2 separate regions of the Arachis hypogaea genome follow, and region 1 is linked to region 2. The links are chromatin contacts, called in public Hi-C maps. All regions are on one chromosome and are shown on one strand. Each heading gives the region's core, a stretch centred on a gene start, on an enhancer-like site or on the middle of the called end of the contact. The rest is flanking DNA. Distances are from core to core; before and after follow the strand shown. Region 1 holds the start of LOC112703831 (late embryogenesis abundant protein Lea5). Region 2 holds the start of LOC112703755 (protein DETOXIFICATION 55).

Region 1 (5,643 bases), core at 2,336-4,835, 150 kb after region 2:
ATGTGGACCAACTAACCTGTACTTTTAACCCACACCCCCTCTACTTCCCATTTTCTTTTCTATCTTTCGTTGCAACTCACGGTAATTCACATTCTGTTACCATCTCAAATCTATCTTTCTTAATTATTCCACTGCCTAATATTTCTTTGGTTGCTAACGGTATCTTCTAGCTCGACCGGATAAGAAGAAAAAAATTCGAATTCCAAGAAACTTATTCAAATAGACGAGTGAGTTAACAATTATTCAACCAATTTAAATTGGTTCTTGATTGCCTAATATATCGACTATTGTTTTTCTCACCCTTTAGCTAGAACCAAATCGTTGAGTACAAATTCAGATTAGGGACGAGGAAAGAGTAATTGAATTCCTCTTTCTAAGCTTTAATTTTTTTAGTCCAATAATCAACAATATATTTTTAGCTCATATTTTTAAAGAGCAATGCTAAAAGGCCAGTAATATTTGTGATTGGTAGCCATCAACTAGTCATCAATGATGATTTGATGGTGTGAGATTTCATCCAATGACTCACCTTTCTCTACTGGTTACATGCCGGCTAAAATGCAATAAAATTGCTGGTCCTAGACTTTTCCATTTTTACATAATGTTGATTAACTGCTGGATAATAACAATATATTTTGTTTAGGGTATTATGAATTATGGTTACTTTCCAAAGAGCTATAGCTTGCGGGTATAGGTATGTAGGGTTTTAGACATACAATGCACTCAAGCAAGTAAATACAGAATTTTTTTTTCCATGGAATAAAGAGGAATAATCAGTTAAGGACAAACGAACATATTTCCTTTCTTCCTTGCATCCCTATACACGCTAATGTGGGTCTACCAACCTTTTTCGGCAATTTTCTCTATTGGTTACACCCGCTTTATTAATTCAAGTATGATCACATTATCTAAACTCCTTCCTACATACTCAAATCAATCTTAATGGTCCCAATACTAATTAGTTAAACTTGGATTAGGTTGTGATTAGTAGAGCAATGCGAGTGAGATGAGATGGGCCTACGGGGCAACGGGCTTGTGATGGGCATGGGGATCATGATGATAAAAATAATCATAATTATTGAGGAGGAGAGATGGGTCCACTAGTTTTAGAAATTTGGGCTGAGCAATGGAACGTGGCGTCTCAGGTTGTTCAGGTTGTAGGTCCAAGAGACAACAGTTCCATCTCTTTCCAATTCCCATGCACAAAATTACTTGCCGAAGAAAAAGAAGCAGCACAAAACAACAAAAAGCTTTTCCACCACAAAACAAGATGAGAACGACAAACTCACAAAAGCTTTGTTGAAAAGAATCAAACGAGACATAATTATCACGCTCAGTTCTACCGTGGCTGCAGTTACGGTGGCGATCGTGGTCACGCTTTCGCGGCCTATTCACACCCTAACACCGTAACACATGACATCCTGTTTAAAATATTTTAATGATATTCATAATTTTTATACGATCTGATATAAATTATTATAAATAGATGATTTTACTTTTAATCAAACTTGAAGAAGAATAACATGTCAAAATATTATATAATATCTAATTAAAGAATAATATGTTACTAAATTAACTTGTCCAATTATTTTTTTTCTTTTTAGCTTTTTATTTGTTCGAATTACAACAAAAAATGAAGTAAAATTATGAATTTTACCAACTGAACAAATAAATCATTACGAATTTTATCATAAAACAAAATTAATCTGTTTAAAAAGGAATTTCACATTCTAATTTCATAAATCCAAATCATCATATTTTTACCACGTCAAATAAAAATCTATTTATCCCAGCTTAACATGTAACATCGTAAGACTTGCATTTCATATTCGAGACCTATTTTTCCAAAAGATCACATTTTGTTATATCAAATAGAAATCTATTCCCACTTGATGACATGTAACGTTGTCTCACTAACCACTAATGAATTAGACAGTTATTTTTACTAAATTAATAATTAAAAATTATTACATAATAATTTAATTAAATTTATCAAATTATTTAAAAAAATTTAATTATTAATTTTGTATAAAAATAACTATATATAAATTTTTATTTCAAAATAAATATTAAACTAATATCATTTAATGAATTTAATAAACTAAATCAAAACTTAAATAAAAATTTATATATAATTATTTTTATAATAAATTAATAATTAAAAATAATTAAATAATTTAATATATCTGACTAAACTATCATTTTAATATTATTAATCTATAGAGCATGATATTTCATTGAGTCATCGTATCCGCATGTTACATACTGTATCCAATCATATCTTAATAAAAAATAAAAAATTATTCTCTAAACATATTTAGACATACTTAAATACTATCGCATATCATTGTATCAGTATATTCTTAATATGTATTATTAAAATAAATTTAAAAATAACATATTATTATTTATTAAAACAAAATTATTTTAAATACTTTATATAATTAAAATAAATATTAAAAATAATTAAAAAATCAATTTAATTTTATTATAATAAAATAATAAAATATTATTATAATTTATTTAAAAAAAATTAAATTTTATATACATACGTGTCTTTTATCTTATAAAATTTATCTTATAAAATTTTAAAATTTATGTGTTTTGTCATATCTATGTCGGTGCATCATAGTTATTAACTATTAATTTTATATAAAATTATTATGACCAATAATTAATTATCATTTCACACCTTTTTCTGTTCCGTTCTGCTAAGTATTTTGATTCTTATTAATCCGGTCTCATACAAATGGAGGGATAGCACGATTAATTGTGTTATTAGATTAATAAAAGAACAAGAAAGAAAAAGTATGAAGGATAAGTCCATTACTAATTTAGCAAATATAGATAGATAGAAACTAAGGACACGCAAACAAAAACGAGTATATCATTGCTATTGCTTTCGGATACGATCATAGGAAGCATAGAAAGCCTTTTGGTTTTGATATGATAATATGATTATGAGTGTGGGCCCGGGGTGTGGTCTGATGTGAGTTTGCGGTTGAGGAACATGTGTCGGAGCTCCACCGGGTCAATTTGTGGAGTGTGATTGATGGGCCTGTAGTAACCGCTTACTGGATCTGGGGCCCAATCTCTGCACACACCTCCTCCCCCCTTTCCTTCTACAATGGAATTTGAAGCATCAGACACTGCCGCATAACCCCGCCTACCATGCAACAAACTACAAATCACCAAAAATAAAATATCAATCATAAGGAGGAAGAGGAAAGAAGAAAAGAAACTCACCGACGAAGAGGGATTAAGGAGGAGGAAGCTTCAGCAACAAGAGCACCAAGGCGGCTTGCTTGTGAGAGAGAGCGAGCCATGCTTATTATTTTATATGATAAGGATATTGTTAGTTTGCTGCTGCGGAAGATCGCTTCTGATGGATGTAAGGCGGAATTCCGCAGCAGCAACCACGGCTTATGGGGTGGCTCTGTTCCCTCTGGATTCTAATGTTGCCTGTGTGGTTCCTTTTATAACCACAATACAAGAGAAAGTGTAGTTTAAGCTAGGGTCGGGGTGGCGGAGCGGAACCATGTGTCGCCATTTGGGTGCCAACACATAAACCAACTTCCTCTTACCCCACGACACGCGTTACTACCCTTTCTTTAGTTCATATTGGATCAAGATATTTTCTCTTGCATTCATTGAATTGAGACCTTTTTTTATATCAAGGTTGTTGTCAATTAATCAAACAAGTCAACACAGTGGGCCTGAGAGCTAAGTAGTGTCAAGAGAGCAGAGGATAGAGCCTCCCATTAGGATTTGGATAACATTTTCATTTTAACAAAACAGCCAAACATGACCAACTATTTTCTGTGTAACCACAAGATTGGCACCATGTGTGAGCCAGCCTTACATCCTAAAATCTAAATGCAAACATAAGTACCTTCCAAACACTTATTTATCTGAACAATGAGTTATTATATACACAAATTAAAATTTATATCTTTCAAAATTTGTTTAAGTATAAGAATTATTTCATTAATTTGGGTTAGTTGAATAATCAATTTGTACAGTAATTTGATTGGCCAATAATAAATTTTTAAATAAAATTTAAATTTATAGTAGATTAATTTTTGACCTATTAAATTAGGAGATATCTTGGACAAACAAAAAATATTATAAGAATCATTTAATTGGTTATCGTTTTTTTTATTTAATTGAAGGCTATGGACACAGAAGAGAGTACAAAAATAGGTATATCCGAGAAAATGGGCTTATATATTGCAGCCTACTTTTTTGCCATCAGGAAGGCCCAAAATTTCAAAGCAGTGTGTGACACACAACATAAACAAAACAACATACCTGACCCAAAAAAAAAATCAATTGCGCATGAAACTTCCTTCATGGAAGCACATGCAAGTTGACTCACTCTTTCCATAATTCTGAAAGAAAAAAAAAGAAAAAAAAGAGCAATTATTTTTGAAAGTTAGACGCGTCCCCGCAACCCGAAGAAGCACTTATTTTAAGGACACATAATTCACAGAAAGCAGAGTGATGAAGTAGTAGTTACATACGATTTTGATTTGGCCATTGGTAGGAAAAGTAAAAGGAAAAAGGAAAAGAAAAAGATGATAGAAGAAAGGGGTGCACCCCATGGAATGCTTCTAGCAATTGTGGTGGCAATTGTGGTGGTGGTGCCATTCTTCGTTGGAGACCAGGGTGAAGCCATCACAGAAGCCATCTCAGAGCTTCTCAGTCCCCTCGGCCTCCTACTCCTACCGATCATTCTCCTACTCACTATCCAGTTCCTCTCCTCCGATCGCGGCTCCTTCATCTCTTCCATCTTCACTGGCGAGCCTGAAACCATCCACCGCGCCACCGGCTCCCCTGCCGGCGTCGCACTCTTCCTCGTCCTCATCCTCTTCCTCTTGTACAACCGCGTCTCCATCTTCGGCGGCGACGATTCCGACGACTGAACTCAACTCACTTTCTGGATCTAGCTGCTCCAAGTAGTCAACCTTGTCCGTTTTTTGTATGTACCATTATTTCTTAATTCTTTTTGTGATTTTAGATTAGATAGATGTATGCGGGGAAATTCAGATAATTCCAGGGACCAATGCTCAGCTTTTGTAGTAATAATCGTCCGAGTTGAATTCCTTTATTTCATTTCTTACCTTCCAATCTCAACAAATAAGTTAGAATCAACTCATTATTATTATTATTTGCAATCTTATTGTTTTTCTTTGACCGACGGTCCAACTTGGAAATTCAAATCAATTCTATTATGTTGGTGTTTTTTTGTCGGTGGTGGGTGGCGGTTTTTCGTGTTGTTGACGTTTTATGCGGTTGCGCTGACTGACCTGTGTAATGTGCGGTGCGGGGTGCTTTGGAGTAGTTTGAAGTTTGTACATACAGTACATTACAGTTTTGTGGACGCGTAAACGGTTGTTACGTGTGCCTAGTGGGTCCCTTATTATATGGTATGGGATAGTAACCAACCAACGAAATTATAACCATGTTTCTTCTCAGCATTTAAATTGTGTTTATGTGAAGCAGCATTGGATCCTCTGATCTATTCTTTTGAGATGGATCGCTTTGTTGTTTGTGTAATGGCTGGCATAAAAGAGATCAGACGACAGGATCAAGATCCACATGAGGGTGATCAAAGATACCAATGGACTTAAAGGACAAAGT
Region 2 (5,356 bases), core at 2,091-4,590:
GTGTAACCACACTGCACATGCACGGTTCCGCATAACCGCGACAACAACTTACACATAACGGTTAATATGTAAAATTAACATGTCATACCTGTTAGGTTTGTGTTCTCCTTTCCTTAACACAATTATAGAATAATTAATAACTTTTAGCTCTAATAACTTATTATATATATATACACACACTTACATCGAATTAAATTATCTATATTGCATAATACGTTGTCTTGGATTACTACCTTTTCTTTCTAATAATTTTGGTAAAAAAAAAAGGTAATATTATCTTGTTTCCCTACCTATGAAGATTATGTACTATGGGGATAAAAGAATTTTATGATTATTGTCGGTAAAAGCTGGTAAAGCGTTGCGTACTTCGTCAATTGGTGTAATGTTTATTTGATCATAGATATATCATATATTTATAGTTGAATCTGTTTTACTATGGTGATGATTGAAAATATATATATTTTTAGTCAATCAATCACAATCTCTATGAGTTGGTTGAGAGTTGAAAGTAGTATTTATAAGATTTGTTAATTATTTAAAGTCTAAAAAATATAAATAATATTAGAAAAAATATAATATATCTCAAGATGAGTACTCTATCTAATAAGTATTAATAATAGATCTTTTAAAAAACCATGATATATTTTATGGCTCAATTATGTGAAAAATACAGTTGAAAACATTTTAGACTATAACAATGATTTAAGGTGCTACATTTTGAATCAATTACTAAAGTAGTGTTGATTAATATAAAGGATAATCAATAATTAATACTATATGGATTTTTTGTGATTATTGTAAAATTTGAAAGTACATATGTATGCAAGCCTAATTTAAAGCAAGTTGAATGATGATAATAATGAACATAGTCAATAAATTCAAAAGATGTATAAATTAGTGTGTAGTCATGCATTGACATGCATGCCTTAATCTATTTCTATTTCACCACTTACCACGCACTACGTTTTCACAATAATAATAATAATAATAATAATAATAATAATAATAATAATAATAATAATAATAATAATAATAATAAGTGACTTCACTAGTTTCTTGTGTAAACCACTTTAACTAACTAGTTTCTTTAATTATCGTATTCATAATACGATATAACATATATCTCTATAGCTAGTAGGTGTGTGTTTAGGGAATGAAACACACACACAAAACCTAACATCTTTAATTGATTAATTTACAATTTACATGTTTTTTATTAAATTGTGGTTAAGACAAAATGTAAAAATTATAAGAAAAATACAAGTTTAACGACCATAGTTGTCGCTTAAATTTAGAAATTTGGTACACTGCCACGTTAAAGGTTGTGGTTTGTGGCTTTGTGACAAAACCAAGAGTGAGGGGGGGGCACACATTTGCATGTAGGAATTGCAAGTTAGGTATAGAAGCTTTTGTAAACAAGCCTCGTGTGCTCCAATTAGAAAGGTTTGTGAGGTTGGAACAGTTTTTGGATTTTGGATCTATCAAGAAAAAAAAAAATAACAATTGGTGCTAACATGTGATTAAAAGCAATTTTTGCTTACAATACAATCTAATTTTCGACTCTGTTTTGCGATGTAGACACAAGGCCCCAAAACCCTAATTCTGTTAGTTTCAAAGGCCCTACCAATGATAACTTGTTGAATTGACCTTATACTAGTAGCTAATTATCAAAAGGCAATTAATAGCAATATTCTCGATCCCAAACTACTTCATTTCACCCCAAAGTTCTTCTTTACATTCTTTCATATTGTAAACAATCATCCTCTAAAATAAAATACCAAGAACCTTTAAATCAAAAGATTTTATATCTCAAAATTCAAAATGAAATAAAATATATAGTGATAAATTATGAATTTAATTACTCTATTAGTCCTTATAATTTTATCAAATTTTCAATTAAGTTTCTATTTTTTTCTTTTAATTAGATCTCTACACTATTTTTAATTTTATAATTAGATATTTTCTAATGTAAAAAATGTTATAGTTAACTAAATATTTTGTAGTAAATTGAAAGTATTCATAATTAAAAATTTAACTAAATTTTTGTACCCCATATATTTTAGGAGAAATATTCCGTTAATTTTAATAATTTTTATATAAAAATGACCTAATTATAAAATTAAAAATAATATAAAAAATTTAATTAAAAAAATATAAAAGTCTAATTAAACATTTAGTAAAATTATAAGAATTAAACCTAAATTATAAGAGCGATGAGTGGTAAAACGTAACGAAGCATATGTATGTTGCTATTGGTATTAGAAATAGAATCATTTAGGCAAAGTAATGAGAATACGTGTTGTTATTTGTGATTGTAATGCATGAGAACTCAAAATACACCAAACATGATTTGAGTAACGCTATACAATAGCCAAAGTTAAGTCTCATTTTACACACATGTTCACTAAGTATAGAATTAGTAGCTTTCGATCTCTTTGATGATAAAATTAAATTTCTGGTATAATGCATGCAACATATATATATGCAGCTTTTTTATTTTTTATCAATCGGGTAGAGATGGTGCTTATGCTTCTACATAATTGGAAAAATGACAAAGTCCGATAAAAAAGAAGTGAGATGTGGGGCATCAATTTGATCAATGTGTATATATATCTCACACAGTTAAATAAAATCTTTGTGCTTATTATTATTACAGTACTACGTACTAGTATCTCCCATATCACACTCTGTACTATCTTAATTATTCACTATGTAGTATCTAGATCCTTTTTTCTTTTTTTTTCTTTTTATGGGAAAAAAAATTTAAATAAATATAACATCGATCATCTTACTAATACAATAATCACTGATATATAGAAAAATGTCTTGATGAATTTTAGTCTCAATTCACATTAGTCCTTCATATATATGTGTGTGTAGTAGTGGCAATAAATATCTAGCTACAAATTATTCTTGTGCCTTGTTATTATAATAAATGTGACTTTTCTTTTTGTTATAATGATTCTGAATAAACTTTCGGTATACATCATTCATAAGTCCAAGCATGTCCTGTAAAAGTGACCACAACAGTCCTATATATATATAGATGTATGTGTGTAGACTCCAATAATTTCTTATATATATATTCAGTCTTTTGAGATGACATTATATGTTATCTATTATTTTTGTTTGTTACACATGTACATAAAAGTGAGGATCTAGAAAATATTAAGATGTAAGAAATGAAGGTAAAAGATAAGAAAATAACGGAGATGATATGGACAACAGACTTTATTTAATATATGATGCTAAGAATGGTACATACATACGTAACGAAGCACCTCAAAATCTTATAAAAAGGTCCCTTCGCTCACTTCTCACACACACACCCCCACTCTCTTCTCTCATCATTCCATCCTGGTCCCCGCTCCTCACTTCGTGTGCAATTCGTCCAGAAACCAATTCAAATCCCCATTTTACCCTTCCCTTCCTTAACAGTTAACATGGTTAATCGAGAGCAGAACCCTCTTCAGAACACATCATCATACCCGACAATTTCCGAGGTACATTATTATCCAACAATTTCAGCGTACACATAATAATAATATTTTTATTAACAAATTTATTTATTTATTATTAGGTATTGGAGGAAATAAAGAGAATAACCGACATAGGGTTGCCAATATTAGCCATGAGCCTGGTTGGTTACCTGAAGAACATGAGCTTAGTGGTTTGCATGGGAAAATTGGGAAGCCTGGAGTTAGCCGCTGGAGCTTTGGCAATTGGGTTCACCAACATAACCGGTTACTCGGTTCTCTCCGGTCTAGCCATGGGCATGGAACCGCTCTGCACCCAAGCCTTTGGTTCTAGAAACTTCTCATTACTGTCTATCACTTTACAAAGGACAATCCTTATGCTCTTGCTCTTCTCTCTCCCCATCTCTCTCTTGTGGCTCAACCTCGAACCCTTCATGCTCTGCCTTCACCAGAACCCCAACATAACACGTGTCGCAAGCATATATTGCCGCTTCGCCATCCCTGACCTCCTTGCCAACAGCCTCCTCCACCCTCTTCGCATTTACCTCCGTAGCAAAGGGACAACATGGCCATTAATGTGGTGCACCTTACTTGCTATTCTCCTCCACCTTCCCATCATCATTCTTTTGACCTTCAAGCTTCACCTTGGCGTCGCCGGAGTCGCCATATCATCCTTCCTTGCCAACTTCAACACTCTCTTCTTCCTCCTTCTCTACATGTACTACACCTCTGTCTCCCAAGAATTATCCCTAGCCCTGCCATTGATTAAGGGAGCACACCATGTTGGAGACGCCACGCTTAACTTCATCAAGGAATGGGCCATGCTACTCAAGTTCTCCATACAGAGTTGTCTCGCTGTGTGCTTGGAATGGTGGTGGTACGAATTCATGACAATCATGGCAGGCTACCTTTACAACCCTCGCGCATCGCTCGCCACCGCCGGCATAGTGATACAAACGACATCTCTTTTGTACACTCTACCGACGGCGCTCAGCGCGTCTGCGTCCACGAGGGTTGGCAACAAACTCGGAGCAGGGCAACCCGAAAGGGCGAGCTTGTCGACGGTGGTAGCCATAGGGCTATCACTGGCAAGCTCGATCTTGGGGTTGCTCTGGACCACAATAGGGAGAGAGAGATGGAGCAGAGCGTTCACAGATGATAGGGAGGTTGTGGAGCTAACAATGGTTGTGTTGCCGATAATCGGAGTGTGTGAGCTGGCAAACTGTCCGCAAACGACGAGTTGCGGAATATTGAGAGGGAGCGCAAGACCGGGTGTGGGAGCAGCCATAAACTTCTGCTCGTTTTACATGGTGGGAGCACCGGTGGCGATAGTATTGGCGTTCGTATTGGGAATGGGAATGGTGGGATTGTGTTATGGGCTTCTAGCAGCGCAAATGGCGTGTGTGGTTTCGATTCTTGTTGTGGTTTACAAAACAGATTGCGAGAGTGAGTCTTTGAAAGCCAAAATCTTGGTCGGAAAGAGTCACAGCATGTTATCATCACATGCAGAAGAAGAAGAAGAGGATCAAACACTCAAATGTGAAGAAGGTGTTGTCTTTCTCAACCCCCAATAGCCTGCAATTGCAACAATATAATATGTACATTCATACGTGTACCCATCGAAAAGCATGCATGCTGTGCTTTCTTATAATTATTAAAAGCTTCAGAGGGTAAGTGATGACTTCATATTATTGTTTTTTTTTTGTTCGTTATGATAGTTTGTGCATATATTTTTTTCATGAGAAGAAGGTTAGAAGAGTACGAACATTTATTATTTTTTATTATTAATTAATCATTAATATTTAAAAGTATAAATTAAAATACATGGTTGGATTATTAAATTAAAAAATTATGTTGATAATTAAAAATAATAAATCTTG

Evidence for each region. Hi-C and Micro-C count contacts between places; a contact is called where the count stands out from the background.
Region 1: a Hi-C map of leaf shows a contact between it and region 2, with 2.6 times the contacts expected there. The contact joins the promoter of LOC112703831 here to the promoter of LOC112703755 in region 2. A contact is called at or near these places in 2 of 8 Hi-C or Micro-C datasets (both in leaf).

What each region holds. Positions count from the first base shown.
Region 1 is chr1:101,653,727-101,659,369 of arahy.Tifrunner.gnm2.J5K5, forward strand. It overlaps LOC112703831 (late embryogenesis abundant protein Lea5), which reads right to left and starts at 3,586. Exons shown (of 2, transcript XM_025755471.2): 1 at 3,247-3,586; 2 at 2,808-3,166. The coding sequence starts at 3,326. The coding sequence ends at 2,959. It overlaps LOC112703861, which reads left to right and starts at 4,578. Exons shown (of 1, transcript XM_025755493.3): 1 at 4,578-4,925. The coding sequence starts at 4,578. The coding sequence ends at 4,925.
Region 2 is chr1:101,503,407-101,508,762 of arahy.Tifrunner.gnm2.J5K5, forward strand. It overlaps LOC112703755 (protein DETOXIFICATION 55), which reads left to right and starts at 3,341. Exons shown (of 2, transcript XM_025755341.3): 1 at 3,341-3,503; 2 at 3,581-5,172. The coding sequence starts at 3,444. The coding sequence ends at 5,050.